Regions from separate parts of the Sus scrofa genome. Here region 2 is linked to region 1. The links are chromatin contacts, called in public HiChIP or PLAC-seq maps. All regions are on one chromosome and are shown on one strand. Each heading gives the region's core, a stretch centred on a gene start, on an enhancer-like site or on the middle of the called end of the contact. The rest is flanking DNA. Distances are from core to core; before and after follow the strand shown.

The links. HiChIP or PLAC-seq counts read pairs in DNA pulled down with a chosen protein or histone mark.
Region 2: a contact with region 1 is called in an H3K27ac HiChIP or PLAC-seq map of skeletal muscle, with 5 times the contacts expected there. The contact joins two enhancer-like sites. A contact is called at or near these places in 1 of 47 Hi-C or Micro-C datasets (embryonic fibroblasts) and 1 of 2 datasets of contacts at active chromatin or transcription factors (skeletal muscle).

The regions. Positions count from the first base shown.
Region 1 is chr7:80,865,206-80,871,775 of Sscrofa11.1, forward strand. It overlaps RYR3 (ryanodine receptor 3), which reads right to left. Exons shown (of 106, transcript XM_021099907.1): 25 at 6,519-6,570; 26 at 5,589-5,636; 27 at 5,432-5,586; 28 at 4,670-4,844. Among named protein-coding and RNA genes, the nearest start is that of RYR3, 340 kb to the right of the region's middle. Within about 2 kb of position 4,051, at least 1 of the 83 cell types and tissues checked has an H3K27ac peak or open chromatin away from gene starts, as enhancers often do. A contact at or near this core is called in skeletal muscle, where this site is marked.
Region 2 is chr7:81,095,209-81,101,778 of Sscrofa11.1, forward strand. The region is part of intron 1 of RYR3 (ryanodine receptor 3); the gene reads right to left. Among named protein-coding and RNA genes, the nearest start is that of RYR3, 110 kb to the right of the region's middle. Within about 2 kb of position 3,088, at least 8 of the 83 cell types and tissues checked have an H3K27ac peak or open chromatin away from gene starts, as enhancers often do. A contact at or near this core is called in skeletal muscle, where this site is marked.

The DNA.
Region 1 (6,570 bases), core at 2,801-5,300:
AGCCACGTCAGATCCTAGCCACATTTGCGATCTACAATGCAGTTCATGGCAACACCGGATCCTTAACCCACTGAGTGAGGCCAGGGATCAAACCCATGTCCTCATGGATAGCAGTTGGGCTCTTAACCCACTGAGTCACAATGGGAACTCCCAACTTTTTAAGCCTCTGGAAGATGGTATGCAGGAACAGCACTGAAGTGGTCACAAGCCTGGTAGAAAACACAGGAGTTAAACAAAGTGTTAGAGGCCACTTTCTGAAGCCCAGCACCCCTCCAGGGAGGGAACGACAGGAAACAAGTGCCATGGCCACTTTCCGAAGCCCAGCACCCCTCCAGGGAGGGAACGACAAAGGACCCTGGGTTCCAGGGTGTCTGCACGCAGATGGCAGCAGCACTGCCCACAAATTAAGTTTCAATTGCTGCTTATGGAAGAGCTGCCAGCCAAGCTTGAGGGATCTGGTAAACCTAGGGGGCTGCCCCTGCAGATGCTAAAGCTCTTGTGTAGCAGGATGTACCCCAGGGGGGTGCCTGGCAGAGAGCAGCAGGGGACACCAGCTCTACAACCTCTTTCAGATGTCGTGTTCCAAGGCCAGGCAAGATGTTCAGGATTTTATCTTCCTTGCCTTTAAATGGAATAAAAGAGAAGACTAATAGCAAAGGTTTCACCATGGAAGCTTCTGAGCTTCCGGATATCTTTTAGTGACAACACTGAGAGCTGTGATGGTCCAGGCCAAGGAACAGGGTAGGGAACAATGATGAGGAAAATGCTAATGAGACCGATAAGAGCATATCATCTATGATGCAGAAGAGGATGGAAGTGACAGCTTATAAATAACCCAGAAAAAAAAAAAAAAAAAACAGCCAGGGATTGTACTGCCTTCCCCCTTCCCCCAAAGGACTAAAAACTTCCCATAGCACAACCCCCACTGGGGTAAATGGCCTGAAGCAAGGCTGGGATGCTGGTGACCAGAACAGAAACCTATGGGGGATTTTGCTTTATGAGGGGCTAGAATGCACTACATTTTTTATTTTCAACATATGCTTTTCCTAACAGCTCAAGGCAAGAACTGCTGCCTCTTTCCACATTATGCAGAGAACAGAAAGATGTGTTAGGGTTCTTCCAGGCCTCTGGGCTACTGTCCTCAAAGAATGACCTGCTGACTCCCTTTCAACTGCCCTTCCTCTGACTCTGAGCCATCACAGAACTGAAAGAGCCTCCCAATTATCTTATCTCCATATTATTGAAGTGTGATACGATGCTACAGTATGATGCATTAGCACAATAGGTACCATTCTATTATAAAACAGCTTCCTAATAATACGCTTTGTTATTCTGAAGGTCAAGTCCTGTCTCTGCACACAAAAGGTCAATGATGCATCTCTTTCATCACAACACAGATGGTCTCTAAAAGCGGAGTTCTTCTGAAACATCCCTCTTCTTTATAGTACTCCTCTGCTCAAACCCTGAGACAGCCCCACGTGTCAAGAGAGCAAAGTCCAACGGTGTGGGGCCCAGATTAGACAAAAAGAGTTTCTTGAATAAAAAGACCAAACCTTGGTATTCAAGGCTATAATCTGTACCTTATCTCTCGCTCCAGCTTCTTCTTCTATAAATTCCATGCACGAATCTTCCAAACATATCATCACTCTTTCTTGTAGTTTCCTGATTCCCCACTATTACTATGCTTCCATCCCGAGAAGAACGCCCTTCTCTTTAGCGTAGACAGCTCATATTCTTTATTTAACCTTAGTTCCAATCCCACTCTTACAGAATTTTCATTCCTATTGGTCATTTGGTGTTTCTAATCTACTGCTTCGCATTGGGAGTCATATATATCCATGTATCCATTGGTAGTTACCTATGTGTCCATATTGTCATATTTATTTTTCCAACTAGAAAACAAACTCCTTGACATTGCTACTGTTTGCATTTGTGTAAACTATAGACCACTGCTTCTCACACCTGATTTATTTATTTTTTGTCTTCTATTTTTTGGGCCGTGCCCGAGGCATATGGAACTCCCCAGGCTAGGGGCTGAATCAGAGCTGTAGCTGCCAGCCTACACCACAGCCATAGCAATGCCAGATCCAAGTCGCATCTGCAACATACACCAAAACTCAGAGCAATGCCAGATCCTTAACCTGCTAGGCAAGGCCAGGGATTGAACCTGCATCCTCTTGTATAGTAGTTGGGTTCGTTACTGAGGAGCCACAATGGGAACTCGCTTCTCATATTTTACAATTTTTTTTTTTTTTTTGTCTTTTTGAGGGCCGCACCTCGGCATGTGGAGGTTCCCAGGCTAGGGGTCTAATCAGAGCTGTAGCTGCTGGCCTACACCACAGCCACAGCAACGCCAGATCCGAGCCGCGTTTGCGACCTACACCACAGCTTATGCTTAACCCACTGAGCAGGGCCAGGGATTGAACCCGCAACCTCATGGTTCCTGGTCAGGTTCGTTTCCACTTGCCACAAGGGAACTCCGCTTCTCATATTTTAAAGTGCATGTGAACCTCCAGAGTATCTTGTCTGAAGGCAGTTTCTGGTTCAGTAGGACTGGCGTGGGGTCTGAGACTCTGCATTTATTAACAAGTAGATCACACTTTGAGTAGCAAGGCTTTAGACTTTACAGAGTTCTTAGAACTCTGCACACAGGCAAGATTCTTGTTTCCTCCTTATGCTAAGCCAAAGCCTCATAGATAATCAACCTCCTCCAGTCCACACTCAGGAGAGCCACGAAAAGGTGGCTGGTCTTTGGACCTTCCCTGCTCTCCTTGGGGATGAGCCTGAATCCTCCAGGTCTCCCTTCTCCTCCAGCCTCACAAAGACAGCACTGCCTGTGGGGACTACTTTGTCAATATCTGTTTCCAAAGAGCAGAGCCAGAGGATGGATCTTTGCCGGTGCCCTTAGGTCTGCCCTTTTATCCAAACCAGTGCATAAGCCATTCTTTCTGCTGGCAGCATCCTTCCCAGTTGTCTCTCAAAGTACATTTCTTTCTTTAAAACTTTGATTTTATACCTTTTCAGAAGGCATTAAAACATGACCCCATCAGGCTTCAGGTATTCTATCTTTCTAGGAAAATACACTGACTTGCAACTTTTCTGTTTGCTCAAATATGGAGCTCTTAAAAAAAGCTTTAAAACTCTTTTAAGGTCCAGTTGGGTGGGTATGTGGCTGATAAAAGGTGTCTGTAAAAAGTGTGAAAGTGAGTTATAAAGCTAAAACAATTTGTATATAAAGAATATTTTAGGAGTTCCCATCATGGCATAGCAGAAACAAATCCGACTAGGAACCATGAGGTTGCGGGTTTGATCCCTGGCCTCGCTCAGTGGGTTAAGGATTTGGTGTTGCTGTGAAGTGTGGTGTAGGTTGCAGATTTGCCTCAGATCCTGCATTGCTGTTACTGTGGCATAGGCCAGCAGCTGTAGCTCTGATTCGACCCCTAGCGTGGGAAGCTCCATGTGCCACAGGTGCAATCCTAAAAAGCAAAATAAATAAATAAAAATAAATAAAATATAAATAAAAAGAATATTTTATATGTATTAAAAATATACTCATGTATTTCTGCTGCTCTAGCCTCTGCAGTTTTATCTTTTTTAACTGTCTGGGGGAGGCGGGACTATTTCTTTTTGTAGTCTCAGAAGTTTAGAGCTACCAGAGCTGTGATCTTTTACAGAGGGGGAAATGAGGTCAAAGAGGTTAAATAAAGTCAACCCAAGACGTCACAGGTCGGGAGGGCAGGGGCAGGATGGGAACCCAGCCCTCCTGCCCTGAGCAGCCTCTCTTCCTCTCAATCTCCCTACCTCCTCCTCGTCTGCACCAAAGCAGCAGAGACTGGCCCAGCACCAGGGAAGGGGCTGTGGACACAGTAGGTGTTGAGACACCGACATAGAATCTGACACCCGAGGAGGGTGTTGGCCCGTAGGTAGTCTACTGTCTTATTTCCTGGTACAGATGAAGAAGGCAAAGCCTGGCAAAGTCAAGACTCTGGGAACCACACAGCTTCCTAGGAATGGGTCAGCTGACCTGCAGTCCAGTGCTTCTTCCCTGAGTGCCAACACCTTGGGTTCATAACGGAGGAGTTAAATGTAGATGGGAAATAAGAAGCTCCCTTGGGTAGCTGGAAGTATGCCCTAATGGCTGTTTATTTGTGGTGACTAACAAGTGCGACTGTACTTGGGTTTCATGGTGTGTTTGAATTTAAAAATAAATTCTATTTCATTCAAGGGAACTGCTAAGTTGAACTTCTGTGTTTCATTGATTCTCATCAAAGCATCAAGTTCAATTCACAAACATTCAGACTGACAGGTCAAATCAGAATAAGAGGATAATTCTTTAATTCCTGCCTTTTCTTTCCTGCCAGGGACATTGTCCATATGCAATTAGCATTTCCTTTGTGATACCACTGGGAAACCCCCAGGAACCTTAATGCGCCAAGGCACAGGGCAGGAATTAGAGGGGAGCTTCTTTGTCAGTCTCTCTGGAAGTACATCAACTATCACTAGTACTTGACTTGATTCTTCAGAATTGAGTGTAAGGGCGCATCTTCACCACCAGGGTTTCAAATCTGCAAAAGTCAGTGTGCCCTGAGTGAGTAGGTAGAGGGCCTCACCCTGCTCCCTGGATCATCTTTCATCTTCTGGATGCAAGGGGGAAGGTGGGCAGACTTACCGTTGTCAATCTCATAGTCAGCGAAGGCAAGTTCAGAGCCTTTGTTGGTGATCAGCAGCTCCCCATTCAGCGTGAAGATCATTGAAGCATCTTCGAGGTTGATCATACATCCAACCACATCTCCTGGCTGCCAGGTCCGTCCAAAATACCCACTCCCTTGATGCCAACGCTGACCCTGGAAGACAAGTGCCCAGGGCTTAGAAAAATGAGGTCCTAGAGGCCCCCTGGGAAGCTAAAGAAATGATCTCATGTGCGATTTCTCCTCATGGGCAGTTGCACCTGGCTTCCACAAGGCATTTGCCTTTATACTAAGGACATCTCATAGGAGAAATGGTCTACGTACAGATAAGTGAAGTTGAGACATACATGGCTCATCAGAAAAGGTGACGTGAATCTCCCGTTACCTAGTAAGCTATGAAAACAAGCTGAACTCCCTCTTAAACAAAATGATACGATTTCCCCACATATTCACTACACGGTGTTCTGTAAGCATCCTCTGCAGAGGGGGGCACAGGCTCAGAGGGGCAAAGCAGAGACAGAGGTGATGACAGAAAGGCCTAGAGTGTGCAGGCCTTCCTTTCTCTAGAGCAAAACACACAGGGACAGGCGTTAGGTGATGGTCACTCAATGGTCTAAATTAGCCAGTGGGGGCTCCTCACTCTTAAAGCCAGCAGTCTAGATACTCAGTGCTTCTAACTTCTGGGGACATGTTTGGAGCAGAAAACCCTGGGCTGAGGATGTGTGGACACCAGCCAGACTCACCCTGCTGCCTTCAAACACAAAGGCTTGGTCGTCAGCCCCCAGCTCGATGTCAGGCCGACAGCCTGGCCTGGCCCAGCCGACCCGCATGTCTCCTCCGGTCACCACCTCAAACTCAAAATACCACTTTCCTGATCTCACTGCATAAGAGCGTTCACCCGGAAAAATCGGATCTTGTCTATGCTGACTTTCTCCACGGCTGGGTCAGCTGTCGAGAAAGGAAGGGAGTCAAGGGTGCAGGACGGAGTGAGAGAACAGAGGCTTTTAATAATTAGGTAGCATTCCTCAAAGGACTTTGAACAACAAAGACTGATGATAGATCTCGTACCATCCAACAGAGCATTCTGTACATAATGTAATCATCATCACTATCATCACCACATAACAAGAGTACAAGTTACCACGCACCGAGTGATGGCTCTATAGTAGAAACTAAAACTCAGTTTTCTTCACAATAATCCTATGATGTCAGTATTACTGTCTTCATTTTACAGATGAAGAAATTGAGGCTCGGAAGGTTCATGTGCTCAAGGTCACAGAGTCAATAAACCAAGGAGAGCAAGCATTTGAACCCAAGTCTGTCTTACTCCACATCTACCCCCTTAACCACTTTTTTACTGCCCCACTAGCTTAGTATCTCCCAGTGTATAGAATATCCTAGTATCTCCTAGGGTCTGAGATGACAATGACCCTTTAAATATACATAAGCTGGTGATGTTAATAGTGCTAGAATTCAATTAAAGTAAGCTATATTCACAAGTTTGGAAAACAAGACAAATAACAGTAACTTGGTTTTGTGAGCAAATATCCTAAAAAGCTCAGCTACGCTGGAGGATAACTTATGCCCTGTGGGACTGGGTCATAGACGTGCTCGTTACAGAAACATCTGCCAAGGGGACACTGCTTTATTATCAGCATGGTTCCCTCCTTCTTCTCCCTACTTCTTGAAGTTCACCATTTAGACCAATAGCGGCCTCTACACCAATAGCATTTCTAACACTGTAAGTTAGACCTATTCAAAGTCGGCATTTCTCCAGAAGAAGACCTGTTGAGTAAGTTGGGGCCAGAATGAACACTCTCCACTCGTTACCTAGTTCTTGGTCTGACGGTTCAATGTTATAGCCATAACCAACAAATGTCCG
Region 2 (6,570 bases), core at 1,838-4,337, 230 kb after region 1:
ATCGATTCCTGACAGAGCCCACCTTCAATAGCCAGTACCAACTTTCCGACTTGAGATGGATTCCCTGCCCCTTTTAGGAAGGTCAACAGTAAGCAGGAACAGCCCAGTCACCCCCGAGATGCCTGTTGCAAGGTGATGAAGTTAAAGTTTGCGGTGCTGCTGTGACCAAAAGAGATCCAACTGAGGGTTTCCGCATCCTCAATTTTCCACGGTAGCTTTTTTAACATTTGACTTCTCTCCTCTACCTAATTCTTGATGCCCAGGCCCTGTCCATGTCTTCCTAGGAACCTGTGTCCACTAACTACCCCTGCTCTTCTGCCTCTACTTGCTCTCTTCCTACTTGGTCCTACCCCACCCCCAAAGCTTAAGCTTCCCTCATCATGAAACACACACAGCAGGGTGGCTGTGTACCATTCCCATGGCCGCCCACCAAAGGCTCTCACTTTCTGCCTTTTCCTGTGCCCTCGAGCTTCTGGAAATAGAAAGGCATCCATCCTCACAGCTGCCTCTTCTTCACCTCTAATCACTCTTTACAACTCAGAACTATATTTGACTTCTGCCCTCAACATGCTAGGGCATGGTCCTGACTCCCCAAAGCAACTCAACTTCCAAATCCCATTTTCTACACCATTTAAATATTTTGTGAATGTGTTGCCTTGTCTTTATCCCTATTTCTGAGGTCTTAAGTCAAGGGCCCTGGGTTTCTGGACAATGACTTCATGCCTGGTCTTGGTGGGGGCTTCTTTCTTTGCCTTTCCATTTACTCAGTTATACTGCTTTCAGAGCTAGTTGTCTTAAAATATGAACCTGAAGTCATCTTATGCTCATAAACCTTTTATTACATATCACTTATAGGCTAGCTTATTCTATAGGCTAGGTTCTATAGGGTAAAGTCCAGTTTCCCCGACTATTATTCCAGGACCATTTTGTTATGTACTCCCACCCCTCGCCACACTGAATTCCTGCTAGAACTCACTCTGTCCAGCTCTTTCATGTCTGGCTGTGCTCCTTTATGCTTTTCTTGCTACCTGGAATATGTTCTATTTTCTCCGTATGTTCTTTATGTATTTTTTTTAGTGGCCATACCTGTAGCATTTGGAAGTTCCCAGGCCAAGTGTTGAATTGGAACTGAAGCTGCCATCCTACACCACAGCCACATGACAGTGGATCTGAGATGCATTTGTGACCCAAGCCACAACAGCAACACCGGATCCTTAACCCACTGAGTGAGGCCAGGGATTGAACCTGCATCCTCACAGAGACAATGCTGGGTCCTTAGCTTGCTGAGCCACAAGGGGAACTCCATCTCCATCTCTTCTAGTTCTGCTCTAAAAACCTATTTTCAAGTGTCAACTCCTCCTTGAAACCTTCTCCACTCTCTGGCTTGCAATAATCACTCCCTCTCTCACTGTCCTCTGTGCTCCTATAGCACTGGTACACTTCTCTACCACAGCACTGATCATGCTGCACTGTAATGATTACTTTTAAAAGAAGACCATATCCTTTATCAAACAACATGACTTCTCCACTGGGAATTAACAGTTCTCTACTTTGGTTTCAGACTTCTTTAGGGAATCACACTTGCTATAGAATCTCTTTCTACTGTTCATCATTTGAAAAGGTTGCTGAAATATGATAAACTCTTGCCTAAGACATAAATTTTTTGAGAATCATCTAAATCGGCAAGAAAAATACATGGTGTTTTGACCACATTTCTTGGGAAATGCAAATTATCTTCCTTAATAAACATAACAAGACCCCTCCTAGAAACACAAATGCCAGAATTTAAGAGGTTGCAAGGATGCCTCTTTTCCTTCAAAAAAAGGAGAGACATTTTATACATGAAAAAACAACCTTGGCATTAAAAAATTCTTGATTATTGAGAGTTCCCATTGTGGTACAGTGGAAATGAATCCAACTAGGATCCATGAGGATGCAGTTTCAAAAGCTGGCCTCGCTCAGTGGGTCAGGGATCCGGTGTTGCTGTGAGCTGTGCTGTAGATCGAAGACTTGGCTTGGCTCCCTCATTGCTGTGGCTGTGGTGTAGGCCAGCAGCTGCAGCCCCGATTTGACCCCCAGCCTGGGAACTTCCATATGCCATGGGTGTGGCCTAAAAAGCATAAAAAAATTCATGATTATCAAAATGGTACATTTGCCTTTCAGGCTCAGAGATGGGCAGACCATTCCCATCCTCAAAAGAACCCAGTAAAAAGATGGAGAAGCCATCCTATGGAATCTTATTTTCTCAAACAGAATCTTTTTCTCTTGATCAAGAGTCACCCCAGCTGCCTCCCTCCAGGAAGACTGGCTTTCCTCCTCCTTCCCCTGACACAAATGCATACAAACTTGGTTTTCTCCATTTAACAAGCAAAACTGTTTGCAAACAGGAAGCTGCCAAAGTGGGAGGGTGTGAAACAGGCAAACCGGAGGACAGTTCTGAAAAAGCACCAGCGGAGCAGGAGCCCGATTTAGCCATACTGCTCAGCTTCTGAGCTACAACCAAACCCATCCATTCCCAGGGGTGCAGGAAAAGGCCCTAGTTCCATCCCCCTGATGACAAAGGCTAGGCCCCGAAGGAAAGCCATAGGGCTTTCCTCTCCTTTCCCCAGAGGGCAGGGAGACCTCTGCGAACAAACATGGTCTGTTGGTTGGGATGGCTGCAAAGTGATCCTAGTGGTGACAACCAAGTTATTTGATGGAAACCCACGCACGACCACCTGCTGCCTCTCCCAAGGGCTTAGAGAGAGCCAGAGTTTCCGCTGTCAGCTCACTCCCCTGGGAGGAGCAGCATCAAAGCCTAGATCCATCTCAGGAACATACCTCTGGCACTTGGAAGAGGTCACCAGCAAGTCAGCACCCAGTACACCCCGCCCTTTCCAGCTACAAGCCAAGGGGTTATTACATGGAAAAACTGCATTCTTTTACCAGAAACCACCAACTCTATCAGCTCATAACTGTGTCTGCAGGGGAAATGAGCTCATTTCATTTCAATGATTGTATTTATAATCTAGTTGCCTAGGTAACTATCCCAAGTAACTTAGAAACTCTTCACTAAGGAGCCTAGTGAGTGGCACCAACAGGTGTAGCTGACACACAAGAAATGTCCATTTGATATTACATCCACAGTAACATGAGATTTCTTGGCAGGCAACTGTGACAAATTCTTTCTTGGGGGTTAATTTGGTCTTAAAATGTCTTCATGGAGCTGATGACCACAGAAAACCTCCAAAAAACAGCAAAGACAGATGAGAAACTTACTAAGTGTCCAACCGTTTTCTCCCTATGTCTCGGGGCTTATTGCTGAGGTGATAGCCACCAGCAAGGTCCATGAGAAGCCATCAGCATATAGCTGAAGAGCTGCACAGAAACACAATTTTCTAAGACACATCCTCTCAGAAAGTATGAAACCTCTGCAGCCTCCTGATTTTTGTGTGTGTGGGAAGTCAGGGAATTGACCACTCAAGGTCAGGTTGCTATTGCTGTAAGTCCTAGGATTCAGATTTTGGCAGCTTTGCTCAATTACTAAATAACTAACAAAGCAATTCTGAAGACAGACCATGCCCAGGAAACAGGTGATGCTGCACACTGACCCCACACCTATCCGATCTAAACCAGCCTTATACCCATTCTTTCTCATGTCTAGATGTGGCCGCATAACTTCCTCCCACTGGGTACATTTGGATGGAATGTACCAGATAGATTTGTTCACTTTGATACTAGCAATTACAAATGTCTGTCTCATATCTCTTAAGTAGCAGGAAGCTCATTTGCCTGGTATCACTTAATGCCTTGAAGATGTCCAGGTGACAGCTGAGTGATGGGTAGAGATAATGACACAATACTGTTTACATTGAGTCTGCATATCGCACTTTTCTCAAGGGCTCAGCAAGACAACTTCAGCACTAGAGAAATAAGACTTTCCAACAGCTGGAGAAAGAAAAACCCAGGCAGAGGGGGCTAAGACGCAGAGAACCAGCAGGAAGCTAGCTTCTAAGCCAAGGATGGATGTGGCAATGGTACCCCCTGGGCCTTCTACCCACTGCTGTGCTGCCTGGTGGGGGAAGGGGGGGATACACCCCACCCAGCACTCCAGAGATGAAAGAATTTACAGTGAATGCAAACTTCTCTGAGAGGCATTTACAACTCAATTCCAACTCTGACAATGAGATGAAAACATAGCACTAAAGCACACAGACTGCTCCTTGCTTTCTGAACAGTCAGCGTTCTTCACCTGACAAGCTTTTCTTCTCGAATCCATTATGGATGGCTAGTCCTGTGTTTGAATAATGAGGATGAACTTCAGTGACAAAAAGTTTGTCTAAACTTGTAACAAATCATTCTCACCATCTTGACATGTAGTGAATAATTAATTTCCACTGTAGAGGCTACCTGCCTGTTCACTTCAATTCTTCTCAGATGATTCCAAATTAGTGGAGCCTTGGGTCTGTCAAGCCAAGGATTCTGAAGAAGCAAAGCATTGTGTTCAGTTATTTAAAAATACATGAGAAGCAATAATGCCAGCGAGTCTGATGAGCTAGGAAATCAGGCCCAAATATTTGCTTCATCAGTGCCGTGCCGTGTATTCCCCAGGCAGCTGCATCATATGGGCTGATTCCACAGTTCCTCTGACTCTCATTTCTCACTGTACAAAGAGCCCCAGATCGTGAATTCCAAGTTCAAAACCAAAGAGAGAAGAGAAAGAGAATCTATTTTAACTTGACTTCCCCATTCTCTGGGTTTTCTATCTGCCTTGGACTGCTCTAAGCTATGGACATGATTGGAACCTGAGGATCACCAGACCTGGTACTTTCAGGAATCTCTTATGTTGCAATCTTCCTTCAAATCAGGTCTGAAGAAAGAAGGGAACGGGAACTGGCATTTCGTGATCCCCTTGTAACTTTTTAGTCTATAAAATAAATTGATTGGCTCCAAGAGGTGGGCTTTAATTCAGCTATTTTTCAAACATAGCTAGAACTCCAGGACTAAGAAACTCCTAGGACGCTATCTCTTGGATACCTACCTCTGGCCATGATGGAAAAAAAAGGACCAGATTTATCCTCTTAATTGAAATGACAATAGAAGGAAAAAAAAAAAAAAGACTAAGACAAGATAGGGTATAGGAAACAATGGTTTTAAGTCACTGGCCATCAGTGAACCCTACAGCTAGCCCTGCTTCCTTCTTGTGGGGGTTCCAGGCTGTGGCATGGGGAGGGGACACCCAGGGAGAACCTGAGTGAAGGAGGTGGAAGGAGCTGAGAACCTGCAGAGACCAAGAAGCTAATGTTCATGGGACAAGAGCTGCACAGACAGGAGCTCTGAATTATGCCCTGGAACAAGGATGCCTGTCCTGTATTTCTAAGGAGAATAAAGTCACCTAGGTCACTGGCTAAGCCAACTGGCTAACTGGAAATTCTCCACCTGCAAACACAAAGGTCACTGGTTCACAGAGTGAATCCCTGTGGTGTTATGAAAACGAGACACTTCAGGTTCTTGTTTTCTTTCTAACCCCCATCTGGACACACAGGCCCAAGTAGGATTTCTGTCAAATTTGTGAGGAATATTTTTCCAGGCATCGATCACTGTTAAGTCAATGACGATACATCTTAAAGATCCATTTTTTCACTCAATGGGGACAGTAATTGAGGTTCAGACCCAAAATACTTTTTTTTCTGCCCATGAGCATTCCCAGATAAAATGCATGCAGCATTTGAGACATACCAGAAAGTTATTTGTTCTTTATCTGCAATTCAAGTTTAGCTGGCTGTCCTTCCACCCGCCCCCCCCCCCACCGGCCCCCGACCTTTTCTAAATCTGGGAACCATACTCCCAAGCAATGCTGTATAGAAGAACTGTTCCTTCTGCCTGGAACTTTCTCCACAGATCATGCCAAGGCTCATTCTTCCATCAGGTATTTGTTCAGTGAGGCTCCTTCCCTCCACCCACACTAGCCTTCTCCCATTACTGTTTTATTTCTCTCCCCCCCCCCATATATATATATGTATGTAATATGTATATAAAATTTGCCTTTCTATTTATTGTTGTTCTCTCTCCTGTTCTAGAATAAACACTCAATTAGGTCAGGAACTTTGCTCCCTGATGTACCCTCAGAACCTAGACTTGAACCTGGCATGGATCTAGAATTCAATAAACATTTGTGGGAGTTCCCGTCGTGGCGCAGTGGTTAACGAATCCGACTAGGAACCATGAGGTTGCAGGTTTGGTCCCTGCCCTTGCTCAGTGGGTTAACGATCCGGCGTTGCCGTGAGCTGTGGTGTAGGTTGCAGACATGGCTCGGATCCCGCGTTGCTGTGGCTCTGGCGTAGGCCGGTGGCTACAGCTCCGATTCAACCCCTAGCCTGGGAATCTCCATATGCCGCGGGAGTGGCCCAAGAAATAGCAACAACAACAACAACAACAAAAAACAAAAGACAAAAAAATACAAAATAAAAAAAAATTAAAAAATAAACATTTGTGGAAGGACTCAATGGACTGGCCTGAGGTCATTCTCCATCCTCAGCAGGAGGGCTCTCAAACATCAGCTCACCTTCAGCTATGCCCAAATGGATTCTT